Regions from separate parts of the Mus musculus genome. Here regions 2, 3 and 4 are each linked to region 1. A link is a contact called in public HiChIP or PLAC-seq and promoter capture Hi-C data. All regions are on one chromosome and are shown on one strand. Each heading gives the region's core, a stretch centred on a gene start, on an enhancer-like site or on the middle of the called end of the contact. The rest is flanking DNA. Distances are from core to core; before and after follow the strand shown. Region 1 holds the start of Thnsl2 (threonine synthase-like 2 (bacterial)). Region 2 holds the start of Tcf7l1 (transcription factor 7 like 1 (T cell specific, HMG box)). Region 3 holds the start of Rnf181 (ring finger protein 181). Region 4 holds the start of Atoh8 (atonal bHLH transcription factor 8).

Evidence for each region. Promoter capture Hi-C pulls out the DNA fragments that hold promoters and counts their contacts. HiChIP or PLAC-seq counts read pairs in DNA pulled down with a chosen protein or histone mark.
Region 2: a promoter capture Hi-C map of liver shows a contact between it and region 1, with 4 times the contacts expected there. The contact joins the promoter of Tcf7l1 here to the promoter of Thnsl2 in region 1. A contact is called at or near these places in 2 of 39 promoter capture datasets (both in liver).
Region 3: an H3K27ac HiChIP or PLAC-seq map of microglia shows a contact between it and region 1, with 9 times the contacts expected there. The contact joins the promoter of Rnf181 here to the promoter of Thnsl2 in region 1. A contact is called at or near these places in 2 of 39 promoter capture datasets (both in liver) and 1 of 115 datasets of contacts at active chromatin or transcription factors (microglia).
Region 4: a promoter capture Hi-C map of pre-B cells shows a contact between it and region 1, with 5 times the contacts expected there. The contact joins the promoter of Atoh8 here to the promoter of Thnsl2 in region 1. A contact is called at or near these places in 7 of 39 promoter capture datasets (3T3-L1-derived adipocytes, embryonic stem cells, hippocampal neurons and 3 more) and 1 of 484 Hi-C or Micro-C datasets (B cells).

The regions. Positions count from the first base shown.
Region 1 is chr6:71,142,863-71,145,995 of GRCm38.p6, forward strand. It overlaps Thnsl2 (threonine synthase-like 2 (bacterial)), which reads right to left and starts at 1,518. Exons shown (of 9, transcript NM_001033929.2): 1 at 1,429-1,518.
Region 2 is chr6:72,787,452-72,790,584 of GRCm38.p6, forward strand. Tcf7l1 (transcription factor 7 like 1 (T cell specific, HMG box)) reads right to left here and starts at 1,594. Exons shown (of 12, transcript NM_009332.3): 1 at 1,259-1,594; 2 at 1,111-1,174; 3 at 760-887. The coding sequence starts at 1,501.
Region 3 is chr6:72,361,004-72,364,136 of GRCm38.p6, forward strand. It overlaps Rnf181 (ring finger protein 181), which reads right to left and starts at 1,429. Exons shown (of 5, transcript NM_025607.4): 1 at 1,238-1,429; 2 at 409-536; 3 at 114-223. The coding sequence starts at 1,362.
Region 4 is chr6:72,233,891-72,237,023 of GRCm38.p6, forward strand. It overlaps Atoh8 (atonal bHLH transcription factor 8), which reads right to left and starts at 1,687. Exons shown (of 3, transcript NM_153778.3): 1 at 504-1,687. The coding sequence starts at 1,274.

The sequences.
Region 1 (3,133 bases), core at 268-2,767:
TGTGCTAAATTATCAACCAGGCAGGTCCCACCTTTTGACATTGCAACATAACTTTGCTATCTACAAAGTTCAGGCCTCAGAATGGTGCCATCAAGTTATAAGAGCAAGAGATACATGAAATCACATAATGTTTTAAGTAAGCTTAGAATTTTGTTTTGGGCCTCCCTATTCATAGCTATTCTCAGTCACATGCATTAGACATGCCTGAAACCAAGAATATTATCAAATAGAACCAGGGTGGATAATGTAATGCTGGGCAATGGGTATAAACAGAAATGACGTTAGGAATCTGGGACACAGGAATCAGCCCACATAGGAGTCCATGACATGGGACATAGGCACAGCTGCTCAGAAGGCAGAAGCAGGGCCAGGAGGTCAAAGGCTTAGCAGTGCCTTCAGTAACTGCAGGGAGTTCTGGAATGCTGTGAACAACGTTAGAGCAAACTGCCCTGAAATCCTTGCTGCATAAGGATTCTGGACCTGACTAAAGGAAATGCAGCCAGGGAGTTCTACTGATCAAAGGGCTGGGGGTGCTGGGACAGGGCAGAAGCAGGTGGAGCTATGAGGAACATTTTTCCAAAGCCCTGTCCTTGGTCCTCGGTAGAATGGACCACATGATACCCGGGCACTGAGGTGGGGATTCTGCAACCCAAGAAAGACATGAACAAGGCACAGAGGTGAAGAAAGCCCGGCTTGAGCTAAGCATGTGCCAGAATAAGAAGATGGCTTGATTAGCAAACAGTCCCAAGCTTCTCACAGGATTAAGGGCTGTCGGTCGGTTCTGAAAGATCACTTCAAGGGACAGCGCAGAAAAAGCTACAAGAAACAGCTAACGACTTTTTTTTTTTTTTTTTTTTTAAGACTGTTGTGTCAGGGCTCTGGACTCAGATCTCCGCTGTACTTTACTGTGATAATTACTTTTTGGAACGTTTCTGGATTTTATTCCAGAGCGGAGACAGGGCAATAACCACGATAAATAATAACAGTAATCCCGCCTTTGGGGCGGGATTCGGCGCGGCGGTAGCGGAGGTGGGGAGGCATGGAGTCTCGCCCCTAGTGGTAGATCACTACTCCTGGATTGGAGTTTAAAGCAAGGCCTGGGAGGGCGGGCGGTGTACACCCGCTGGCGAGCTCGCCGAACCCTAAGACCCCATCCCTACCCTCTGAACACAGCGCACTGTCCTGAGTTTCCGGGTTACTCCCACACTGCCGAACCCTGGCTGCAGGAGAAAAACATGAGAAATCCTCCACCCGCGCGGGCTGCTAGGGCTATTGGGGCTGCTGCCATCCTAAGGCCCCAGCTGGCTTTAAAACGGTGGCCCGGAAGCCAAGCTGAGCTACGGGACCAGGACAGCAGCCAGAAATCTGACGTGTCACCGTGGAGAGCGCGGGGTGGGGGGCACGCAGCAGAGAACTGGGCGAGGTTACCGTAGGGGCGCGGAGCTGCCTGGAGACCCGAGTCCAGTGGGCGACGCGCACAGCTCTGACTTCCCTGAGCCGGAGGTTCTGAGTTTAAAGCCAAAGCTGGGGAGGAGCTCCTACAGAGGGCGGAGGAGGGGGAGTGGAGAAGGGACTTCGGGGAGGGGTAGAAGACAGAGCTTGGAAGACAGGAGTAGGGGGGTCGGGTGGGGGACAAGGCAGACACCGGAACACTAGCCTTTGTGTTCAATGAGTGCCTTTCAGACTCTGGATTCTCTTTTAGACTCATGATCTTCGCTGAGACTCGATAGAATAAAAGACGGTGACATTTTGTTCTGTTTTTATTTGTTTGTTTACTTATTGAGAGACCTGTCTCTATGTAGCTCTGGCCACTCAGGAGATTGTATGTAGAGCAGGCTGGCCTTGAACTCACAAAGAGATCTGCCTGTCTTTGCACATCCCTTTCCTAACTCCTCCACCGAGTGCTGGGATTAAAAGCTTTGTTTTGTTTTTAGATGAGAAATCAGAGGGCAATGTGGGAAGAAGGACTTAGCCTTCCACCATTCCATCCTTTGGCTTTCAGGATTCTGGTTTACATAAATCCAAGAGCCTGTGCTAAAATCCACCAGATGGGTGCATCATTTAGCTAAAAAATTCTTAATAGAACAATACTATCTATAGAAGCGTAAGTCTGACTCAGTTTCCCCCTCCCCTTCCTTTTCTCTATGTTCTCCCCCCTTCTTCATGGAAGCTGGTTATACAGTAAAGGATGATCTTGAAGTCCCGATCTTCCATCTCCATCTCCTGAGTGCTGACATTACAGACTTGTGTTACCAACGGCTTATGCTGGGAATCGAAGCAGAACTTTGTGTGGGCTCGGCAAGCACCTTACCAGTGGAGCTGCAGTCTCAGGCCCTAATTTATTTTTCAGGGAGGGAAAAAAGCAAGAATTTGGGGTATTTTTTTCTCCAAACATGATCAAATGTCCCAGGATTTACATTCACGCTCCAAGATAAACATAGGTTTGAAGATGGACCAGACAAGTACAGTCTAAGATTTATTCTTAGCCCTGGCCTTGGCCTGGTCTTTGCCTGTCTCCTTCCTCCTCCTGAGGCCTGTGCTTATTCAAGTTGCCTGCCGTCTAGTCCTCCCCTACACAGGCCATCCACTAGGCAACAGTGTGTGAAGCTGCCCCTGAGTAGCCAGCTCAGTCTCCTGGTAGAAGGCACTGAGAGACTGTCCCTGCTCAGGATATGGGATAGGCCTTCTGAGTACAAAATGGGCCAGGGACTTGCCATAGAGTTGACAGAGGTCAGAGGCACCAACCTATTGAGGGATACAGGTCAGCCATGGACCTTCTCCAACGTGTTTCTGTACTTTCCATGAGGTGCATTTAACCATTCAGAAGCCAGGAAAACTGGGACTCACAAAAGTCAGCAGTGTTTGTTACAGTGTTCCCAAAGAAATCGCATCCAAGGACAGCCTCCCTGCCTGGCTCAGGCAGGCCTACAGGACAGCACCACCCTGGGGCCCAGAGGGAGCCCAAAGTTCTTCTGTGAAGTGTACTTTGACTTCTCACCAAGGAGAGGAGCTAAAGGCTGGAGACAACTAAGTTAATCATTAGGGGTTACTGCCTCTGGGGTGTTCAAGACAGGAACTCCAGGAAGAAGGCTGGACTTTGAGAGCAGGCTGCACAGTAAACTGTAGTATTCAT
Region 2 (3,133 bases), core at 344-2,843, 1.6 Mb after region 1:
GGAATCCGCCCTCATTTGCACATTGTCTGGGGCCGGGTCAATTTGCTTAATCACCGCTCTAAATGCCAGGCACACAGCACACAATGCGCTCCCATTAACAGGTTTAAAGTGTCGCAGCGCTCGCTTTAAATGAGAAAAGCCCGCAACAAAAGGGGGAAAAAGCCAAGTAAGAATGCCTTGGGTCGCCCTCCAAACCATCTCAGAGGAGTTTAAAACCCAGAGTTCTGCAGAAAAATTGAGGCCCTGGGGGTGAGGATTGGGGGTGGGTCGTGAATAGTTCACACAAAATAAGGAGTTTGTACAGCTCACAGCAGCCCAGGGAACCCGCAGGTCAGAGGACATCTCAAGTCAGGATCCTCCAGGCCCTTGCCCAACTTTCTCCCTTGCCAAGGGGAAAGCTGACCAATCTCCGGGAAGGAAAGCGAGACACCCCCCCCCCAAACACACACCCCCCACCTCCAAAGGCAGGCACAAATCCAAGTTTTCCTTTGGTAGGAGCAAGGAATTTGGGAGGCTGGGAGGTCCCACCAGGCCGCAATCTCCCAAAGGCGAGAAGTTAAAAGAACTTTACTTTCATCCCGTTACTGGCCAAAAGCAGTCTCATACTAGGCCGCCACAGGGGAGTTTGACTCTGCAAACAAGTTCGGCCCAGGATCAGCTCAGGCAGGAGGCCCCATCCCCCACACCACGGAAAGCCCAGGGGCGCATCCCGCCGGGCCCGACGCCCACCGGTCCCGGCACGGCCGGACTGACACTTACGGTGCGCGCTCCACCAGGAGACAGGGGTCCGTTGGAGAGGTACGGGCTGCTCAGGTCTGGAATCATCAGGAAGGGGTACCCAGGATACGCAGGTCCCTTAAAAAAAGCGCCATCCTGGGGCCTTCTCACTGCGGACAAAACCAAAGTGGAGTGAGGTCAGGGGTCCCCCAGACAGAGTAGCTATCTGGAGCTCGGGGCGGGAATCTGGAACCCGAGCACCCCTCGAGTGAGCCCCAGAGTGGCTGCTGCAGCGATGGGAGGAGAGCAGGGGTTCCGCCACCCGGACCGTGGAGACCCGTACGGCCAATCGCTGATGGCTGGAGAGTGGAGACTGACGGAGAAGGCACTTACCTTCGGCGAAATAGTCGCGCGGCTTCTGGAAAGCGTCCCGGGCGGGCTGCGGGCGCCTCTCCGCCTGTGGAGGAGACACAAAGGCGAGGGCGGGTGAGCGGGAGCGGGACCCGGGTCCCCCAGAGGCTGACCCTAGGAATCCCTTTACCTCGGAGTCCGAGCTACTGCTCTGATTCTCCGATTCGTTGACCAGGGACGACTTGACCTCATCCAGATCCCTCTGCGCCGAAGCGCTGTCGCTGCTCGGCTCTTGCTCTTCGCCCCCCTCGTCCTGGAAGGGGATCAGCTCGTCGTTCGCTCCGAGGTCGTCCCCTCCACTGGTTGCCCCGGCTCCGGAGCCACCGCCTCCCCCGCCGGCGCCGCCACCGCGGCCACCACCGAGCTGGGGCATGGTGGGGCCACGGGCCGGGGCCGCTGCGCTCGGAGCCCCGCGCCCTGCCTGGCCCGGCCCGGCGCCCCTCCCTCCCTCTCGCTGGCCCGGCTCCGATCGTTTGGCCGCTGCGGCGACAAAGTTTTGACAGGGCGTGGCTCTGTGGGAAGCGGGCCCAGCACCGCCCAGCCGGGGCAAGAGACACTCGGCTCCGAATCGTCCCGCAGCACGGAACCTAGGACTCCCAACTAGCCGCCGCCACCGCCGCTGCCTTCTCGGCCCGGGCGTCCCAGCGCCTGGCCCGCCGGGGAGGGGCGATGGGGAAGGAGGGAGGGACCGCCCGGCGGGGCAGGGGGGCCGGAGGGAGGAGCCCCGGCTGCAAGCTGACACCCGCGCCTCTCGGAACCAGGCGAACTGCAGCGCGCGCACGCACACTCGTATTCACACTCGCGTCCTGCTCGCTTGCACCTTCCGGGGCCTACAACTACCCTCCTCGTGCGACCACCCTACCCCTCGAACTTATCCAGATCCCCTCCAGTGAACTCCATGGCTACCCTGGGAAGTCCTTTCTCGCACCCTCCCTCTAAGAGTCTGGCCCGCACTCCTTCACATCCCCTAACTTTCTTTGCAAACAAGCCCCAGAACTCCGCGCGGGTTCCCACTCCGCTCCCACCGCACTGGCAGGCAGCACTGCCCCCTGCGGGACAGCCGAGGACTCGCAGATCCGCCGAGCACAACCACTCAGCCTGCCGAGTACAGGATCCCATCAGCCCTTCTACTCAGCCAGATTTTGTGACACTTTGAAACAAGTTGAGCGGTCTTACATTCCCTTTCCTATGGTATTCCAACGCATTCCTGTCCCCAAACTGTGTTTTTGATCACTTCCTCTTAGTAAGGAACTACTGCAACCTTGAAGATCACGCTTTCTCTCTAAAGCTGGAGAAGAGGTGTGAAATTCAATACTCACTGTCTTGGATTCAGACGGGATTTTAACTGTATTGATTTTAAGAAGAAATTATCACCCAGAACTCCCAAAGCTGATTAGGAAGCTGCCGTGATAGCCCACAAGCACCATAAGCAAATTACCTAACTAGCTTCATAGGTAAAAAACAGACTTGAGAGAGTATCTGGGCGCTAACAAGATGGCTCAGCAGGTACTTACCGTCAAGCCCCATGTCTTCAGTTCCCTGTCCGGTACCCACATGGTGGAAGTAGAGAACAGACACTCGTCCTCTAGCTTCTACGTGTGGACCATGCCATGTGCACTCATTCCCTCACAAGTTAGGTATCATTTAAAAGATGGAGATGGTAGAGCGTGTATTTAGCATTCATGAGGTCCTGTGTTCAATCCTCGGGACTAGATAGACTCATATATCCTCAGTCAGCTGGGGATGGGGGAAGTAACGCCACTTGGAGCCATCCTCCATGGGGACATTGGTGACAACATAAATTTTAAAATCAGTCTAGAACGTCAGTATGAGCATATTTTTTAAATGTTTTAAACACAACTGAAAGCCAGGTATGGTGACCTGTGCTTTTAATCCCAAAACCTGAGAGAGGAAGCAGAGGCCGGTGGATCTCTGTGAGGCTGAGGCCAGCCTGGTCTACACAATGAGGTACAAGACAACTGCTTAGAGAGGCCCCTGTCTTTAA
Region 3 (3,133 bases), core at 179-2,678, 1.2 Mb after region 1:
TGCTCTCTCCCTTGATTTCACCCCAGTCCATTACCAAAAAAAAAAAAAAAAAAAAAGCCGCTTAGGAACTGGCGGGAACTGGTGTTGGGGCCGGGAAGGGATGGACCGAGTACCTTACTTAGCCAGGGCAGAATGCAGTTGGAATGGAAGAGATGATGGCAGGGCATCTCAATCACAGTCTCCTCCGCCTCAAATTCCAAAAGGCACACGGGGCACTTGAGATCTTGAAGAGGAAGTGTCGATCAGGAGAGCAGTTAAGGCCCAACCCAACCTCCCACTCAGACACAGGCTTGGCCTAGAACACTAACAGGCCAGATTGTTGGTGGCTAGGGGGAGTCGGCAGGCAGGCAGGTCTGGCTTATCTGCCCTAAACAGAAAAAAAAAACAAAAAAGGCCTTGTGTCCTCACCAGCCTTGGCGCTACTGATGACTGTTCTAGGGAGGCTCTCCACCACAGCCTTGGCAGCTGGTGGGGGAAGGTGGTGTTCCCAATCTACCAATCCCAGGTCCTCAAAGTCCATCCTATTAAAGAGTGATCTGAGGGAGAAAGTATAAATCAGAACTAAGGAAATCATCTAGTTCCGGCCCCCATAATCCACTGGGAAATACCTGTCCTGGCTAAAATAGTAATAATAACGAATAGTGCACAAGAGCTCCTCAGTAGGGTGGGAGCCAGAGGTGGTGGCCCATGCATTTAGTCACAACACTTGGGAGGCTGTGAGTTCGAGGCCAGTCAGGGATACATAGTGAGATTGTCTCTAAGCAAAACACACACACACGAAACAAACCCACCAGCACAGCTCTCAATCAACCCCGGCTCGCTTTTCCCTTTTTCTTTCTACCTCCCAAGTAGTTGGATTAAAGGTGTGCACTATCACTCCAGGCAACTTTCCCATTTTACTAGAAATAGCAGTCTCAAAGAAGTCGTTCAGGAATAAGCCAAAGTTGATTCCAGGACAGCAGTGAGTTTCTCTCCTTGCTTATTACTAGCAAAACACTACCCAGTTTACACACTTGGGCACAGGCCGTGTCCGCCCCCATGACAATCTTGTCCCGTGCCTCCCTTTGCTACACCCACCCTTTCTATCTTCGTCTTTCCCACGATCCCCTGGCGGGCCCTACTCATTAATAGCCCAAATTAACGACTCCGACTCGACTAATCGCGTCGCCCTGACTAACATTATTTACCCCACCTCCCAGGTTAACCCGCCCTCTCCGCCAAACCCCAACCCAGAAACCTGCCGCCCGGGGCCCAGCTCCAAGCCCCGCGCACTCTTCTCGCGAGTTCCAGCAACATATTGTTGCGGGCCTCACGCTCAGGGTTCAACGGCTCGCAGTCGTGCTCATCAAAATAAGACGCCATGGCTCCTGGGCTGCCGGGCTTGTCTGACACAGCTTTAGGTTGCCGCTGGAGAGCCGAATCCAGCGCTGGCCAATAAGCGATCGAATTTCAAGAGGAGAGCCAATCAGAGTGCTCCTGGGGTGGGCATAGTGACTCGCACACAGAGGCGGAAGTACCGATGCAGCCGCCTCTCGTTGGTTGGATAAGTCAGGTGACCAAAGACTAAAGCCAATGGGGTTGGAGAAAGAGGAAATTCCGGGGACTTTTCGGAGCCAGGATCTGAGGGCTCTCGCCGGTTTCTAGAAGTGCCAGTCCAAGCCGGAAGTATCTCTACTGTGTCTCCTTGGCTGAGTTTACCTGCATGTTCCACCTACTCCCTGAAAGGAAAATTCCCACGCATTGATTATGTTTTATGCATAAAAATGGGTGAAGGGCCTGGAGAGATGGCTCAGCGCACCCAAGTTTTAGTCCCAGCACCCACTGGATGGCGCACAACACTATTTCCAGAGGGTCTGATGCTCTGCGGGCACCAGGCAAATAAGTGACAGACAGACAGACATGCAGCAAGACACCCACTCGTATTATAAATAAATAAAGCAATCGATGGTGCATGTCTTTAAGTCTGGCACTCAGGAGGCAGAGCCAGGTGTTTTTCTGTGAGTGGGAGGCCAGCCAAGGCTAAAAAGTTGAGACCTTGTCTCAATCAATAAAAATAAAAATTAAAACAAATAAATATAAACAATAAAAGAAGGAAAATAGACAAAACCATGCATGATTAGGAGTTCAACTTGGGCAGTTTACTGTAATTCCAGCTCCAGGTAATGCCTCTTTGCTCCTCCTCCCCGGTACCTACATTCACCTGACAAAGCACACATAGTTATAAAATAAATTTTTTTGAAATTTTTGAAAAGGGGGGGAGTGACCGCCAGAGGATTGCAAACTTAAGACCAGCGTGGGCTACATAGTAAAATCCTGTCTTTAAAAAAATTCAAAGGAGAGGCATATTCAGGAAAAGAGCATTCCATAAATACCTGATTGTAATTGTCTAGTACTGTAGTGCGGCACCTCAGAGGGGCCTTAGAGTTCATGCTGAGCATCTGCTCTACCACTGACCTGGGTCTCAGAAGTAGCTTGCCCAAAGTGAGTGCTGCTGACCCACCTAGCAGGGCAAAGTGCTATCCCCCCATCTTTCTCAGAAGAGGAAGATGATAATAAACCCAAGGAAGGTAACAAGTGCTTAGAGCTCTCAAGGTGGCATACACCCATCGTCTCAGAATTTAAGAGGCCACTGGGCTTTTAGGGAAACACTGCCTCTAACAAACAAACAAACAAACAAACAGTATTGTCTTAAGCCCTGTATGTTTGTTATCTTTTTGTCAACTTGACATAAGCTAAGATCATCTGGGAAGAAGGACCCTCAAACCCTGAGAAAATGCCTCCATTCCATTGGCCTGTAGACTAGTCATTTTCTTGATTAATGACTGATATAGACGGGCCCAGCTCACAGTGGGAAGTAACACCCCAGGGCAGGTCCTGGGGTGTATAGGAAGCAGGATGAAAGAGCCGGTCAGCAGTGTTCTTCCATAGCCTCTGCTGCAGCTCTTGCCTCATGTTCTTGCCATGATTTTCCGTCCTGACTTACCTTCATGGTGGAGTATAATTTTAAGATGAAATAAACCCTCTCCTCCACAAGTTGCTTTTGGTCATGGTGTTTTAACACACAAAACAAAAAGGAAACCGAGTACCAGGACTGGGGTATTGCTGTGGACATATTATTCTTAGGAAGACCGGG
Region 4 (3,133 bases), core at 437-2,936, 1.1 Mb after region 1:
AAGCCCCACCCCCTACCCCTACCCACCCCCCACCCCCACCTCCCCACCCCCGCCTCCTGGGTCGCCCTTTACATTCCAGGGCCCCCAGGAGCGCACCTCTGTGATGCTGTGTGCCTCGGTGACACCAACAGGGGGCCGAGACCCCAAGCATGCCAAGTGCACAGAGCGGAAAGGTCGTGCTCTGTTCCCTTCCCCTGCCAGGGGAAGATTCCCACATCCCCCCCCCCCCCCCGTACTCCCCACCAAGCCCAAGGGACCAGAAGACAAATACTCGCTGCACAAGTCAACTACAAGACCTGAGGTCAGACGCGGTTACTCCTGGGGAACAGGGGCGTGTCTAGGCCAGAGATCCCTAGATTTCGCCCACTTTACAAACTAAAAAGTTGCAACAATGATAACTCTAATCTGCCTGCTTTGTGGGATTCCTTTTATCCTAACTCCGACCCTGGGACCACCCACCCACCCACTTCTGCCACTCTAACCCCGCGGCGGTTAGTGAGTACCTGCTTCCTCAGCGCCTCGAAGGCTGCGCTGATGGTGTGCACCCGCGTCCGCTCCCTGGCGTTGGCCAGAAGCCTCCGGGTCTGCTGCAGGGCTTTGATCTCCGTTGAGGCGGCGGTCGCTTCGCCTGGCCGTTTCCTAGGCGACGCGGAAGAATCCGGGTGGTTATTGTAAATTACGTGTGAAATTGACGAGTAGGAACTTTCCCCCGGGCGCGTGGGGGGCGCAGGGCGCACGGGGGACTCTTGTGGCGCCGCTGGGGGTGCGAGAGGCGCGGATTGTGTGGGACGCGCGGGAGGGGCGCACAGCAAGATGCGGGGACGCAGAGCCTGCTCGCGGAAGGAGTGCGCCTCGGGATCCCCGGGTGCCAAGCTCTGAGATGCGGGAGGCGGCGGTGGCGTGGGTAGTCCCGGTCCCACTGTGCCCAGAGCGAAACCGCGTTTGCGCGCGTCAGAGACCTCAGGCGCTCTGATGCCCCGGAATTCCCTGGCTGTGTCTGTGCCTCCACCTGGAGGAACCGCCGGCGCCACTGAGGCTGGTACTGGGGTCGCGATCGGGAACGGTTGTGTCCTGTCCCGAAGCCCGTTGGTGGCGGCGGTGGTGCTGACTGTGGCGCCGAGCTCGGGAGCTTCCAAGTCCAATCGGAAAGTTTTATAGCCATTCGCGCGCCGCACCGGCTCCTTGCCTTTCCGCTTGAGCTTCTTGAGGCCGTTCAGTTCTTTAACGCACACAGTCTTCCACGGCCCGTCCTCGAGGACCGGGATGTGCTTCATGGCGAGGACGGCGTGAGGCTGGGGCGTGGGACTGCCCGGGACGCGCGCCCGCAGCGATCACTCTGCACGCCGCGCGCCTGGCTGTGCCGGGTGGCCGCCGCGCTGAGCGCCGCCTTGTCGCCGCGCTCTCTCCTCCTACCCTCCCTCCCCGGGTCCCTCCCTCGCACCCCCACTCCCGGGGCAGCTGCGCCTCCGGCTCCGTGAAGCCTTGGAGGCTGCCGGTTCCCCGGGAGAGCTCAGAGTGTCATCTGAAGTCGCTGCCGCCCTGCCAGCATTTCTGCAGAACGCCCGCTGCGCTCCATCTGTGTTTGTTTAGCCTCAGTTTACACAGAAGCCCAGTTCGCAAGATCACTCAGCGCCGCCCGCCCGGAGAGGAGGCAGCTCCCGCCGCCGCCGCTGCCGCCTCCCGAGCCCAGGCCGCCCGAGCAGCGAGCGCCTTTAAAGAAACAGGAAGCATTTTTCAAAACAGCTGGGCTGAGGGCCGCCTCCTTTGTCCGCGTGCTCTCGGCCTCCCCCCACCCCTCATGCCTTGTGCCGGAACCTGCCTCCTCCTGCTCGCCCTCTCTGCCCCCTACCCAAGTTGGGGGCGCGCCTTCTCTCTCCAAAAACAGTCCGCACTGTCCACTACAGTCCCGAGCACGTGGCTGCTAATCGCTGTGGCCCTTCATTGCCCAGCCTTGTTGGCCTGGGGTGGGGGTGGGGGTGACGCAGCGCCGACCTTTCCCATCCAGAACCTTCCCTTCTACCTCCCACCCGAACTGTCCAACAGAGGGAGAAATCCCAGAGCTTCTGGGAGGGAAAGATAAGTGGGAGAGAAGAACCCCAGAGTGGCTGGTCATTGTCATCCAACTGCAAGAAGGCCTTCTCCCTTCTTGCCCCTATTTGCTGGGGCAGAGGCCTTAGGAACAGAACACCGGACATTGGGAAACTGAGAGATGCAAATGTCTGGTTTAGCAGATGTAACGTCGGTGAAGATCTTAAGTCATCTTACCCGAAGCGCCCTGCTAAACCCAGATTTACTCATCTATGAAATGAGGAATCTGGAGAACACCCATGCTTGTCACAGCCTGGCTGTGAAAGCCGCCACACAGGAGGTGCCAGGTCATCAGTAGCTGCGCTAATGTTATCAGCCAGGGCAGGACAGCTCCTCAAGCAGACAGAATTCTTAGGTCCAGAGCTCAAGGTTGCCATTTACTGAGCGACCTTGGCATTCGTCGTGCTGTCCCTCGGCACCTCTGGCTCCTTATGCCCAGGATAGGGGTCACAACCACACCTTCCTCCTGGGAATGATAACAATTGATTGAGCACAGAGCCTGATGCCAATTGGCCCCAGAGGTAGAGTTCACTCTCCAGACCCCCAGGCCCCTATTCCACTGGAAATCCTACTAGAAAGAAGAGGCTGACGGGGAGGCCCTCTCGGGACCCTCTGCACACACCTTCCCCTGTGCTGCCACGTAGAGTTGCTCTCTTCACCGAGCCTTCCTCCAATGGTCTCCTTTGAGGCAAGTGTCATTAAAAGGATGAAAGGAGATCGTATATGGCATTTGAATGGTGACCCTTGACACACTGGTGTAGTGAAACTATAACTCGGGGCTTAGCTAGAGTTGGGCAGAGTCACAAGCTGTGTTGCCCGTGGCAGTTAGTGTGTTAGATGCCTCCACGTGAGTGGATGCCATTCCTAACAACGGGCTCCACGAAAGCTGAACCCCAGCCCTTTTCTAATGTCTTCCAAAAGAAGGGAAAGACCACTGTAATTTGTCGGAATGGAAGGAAAGAGAGCAGTGATAGGGATGACATCTGTGTTGGGTAGACACACCCACCACCCCCACGTCTCCCTTTGGGCAACTTGAGGATCTGAA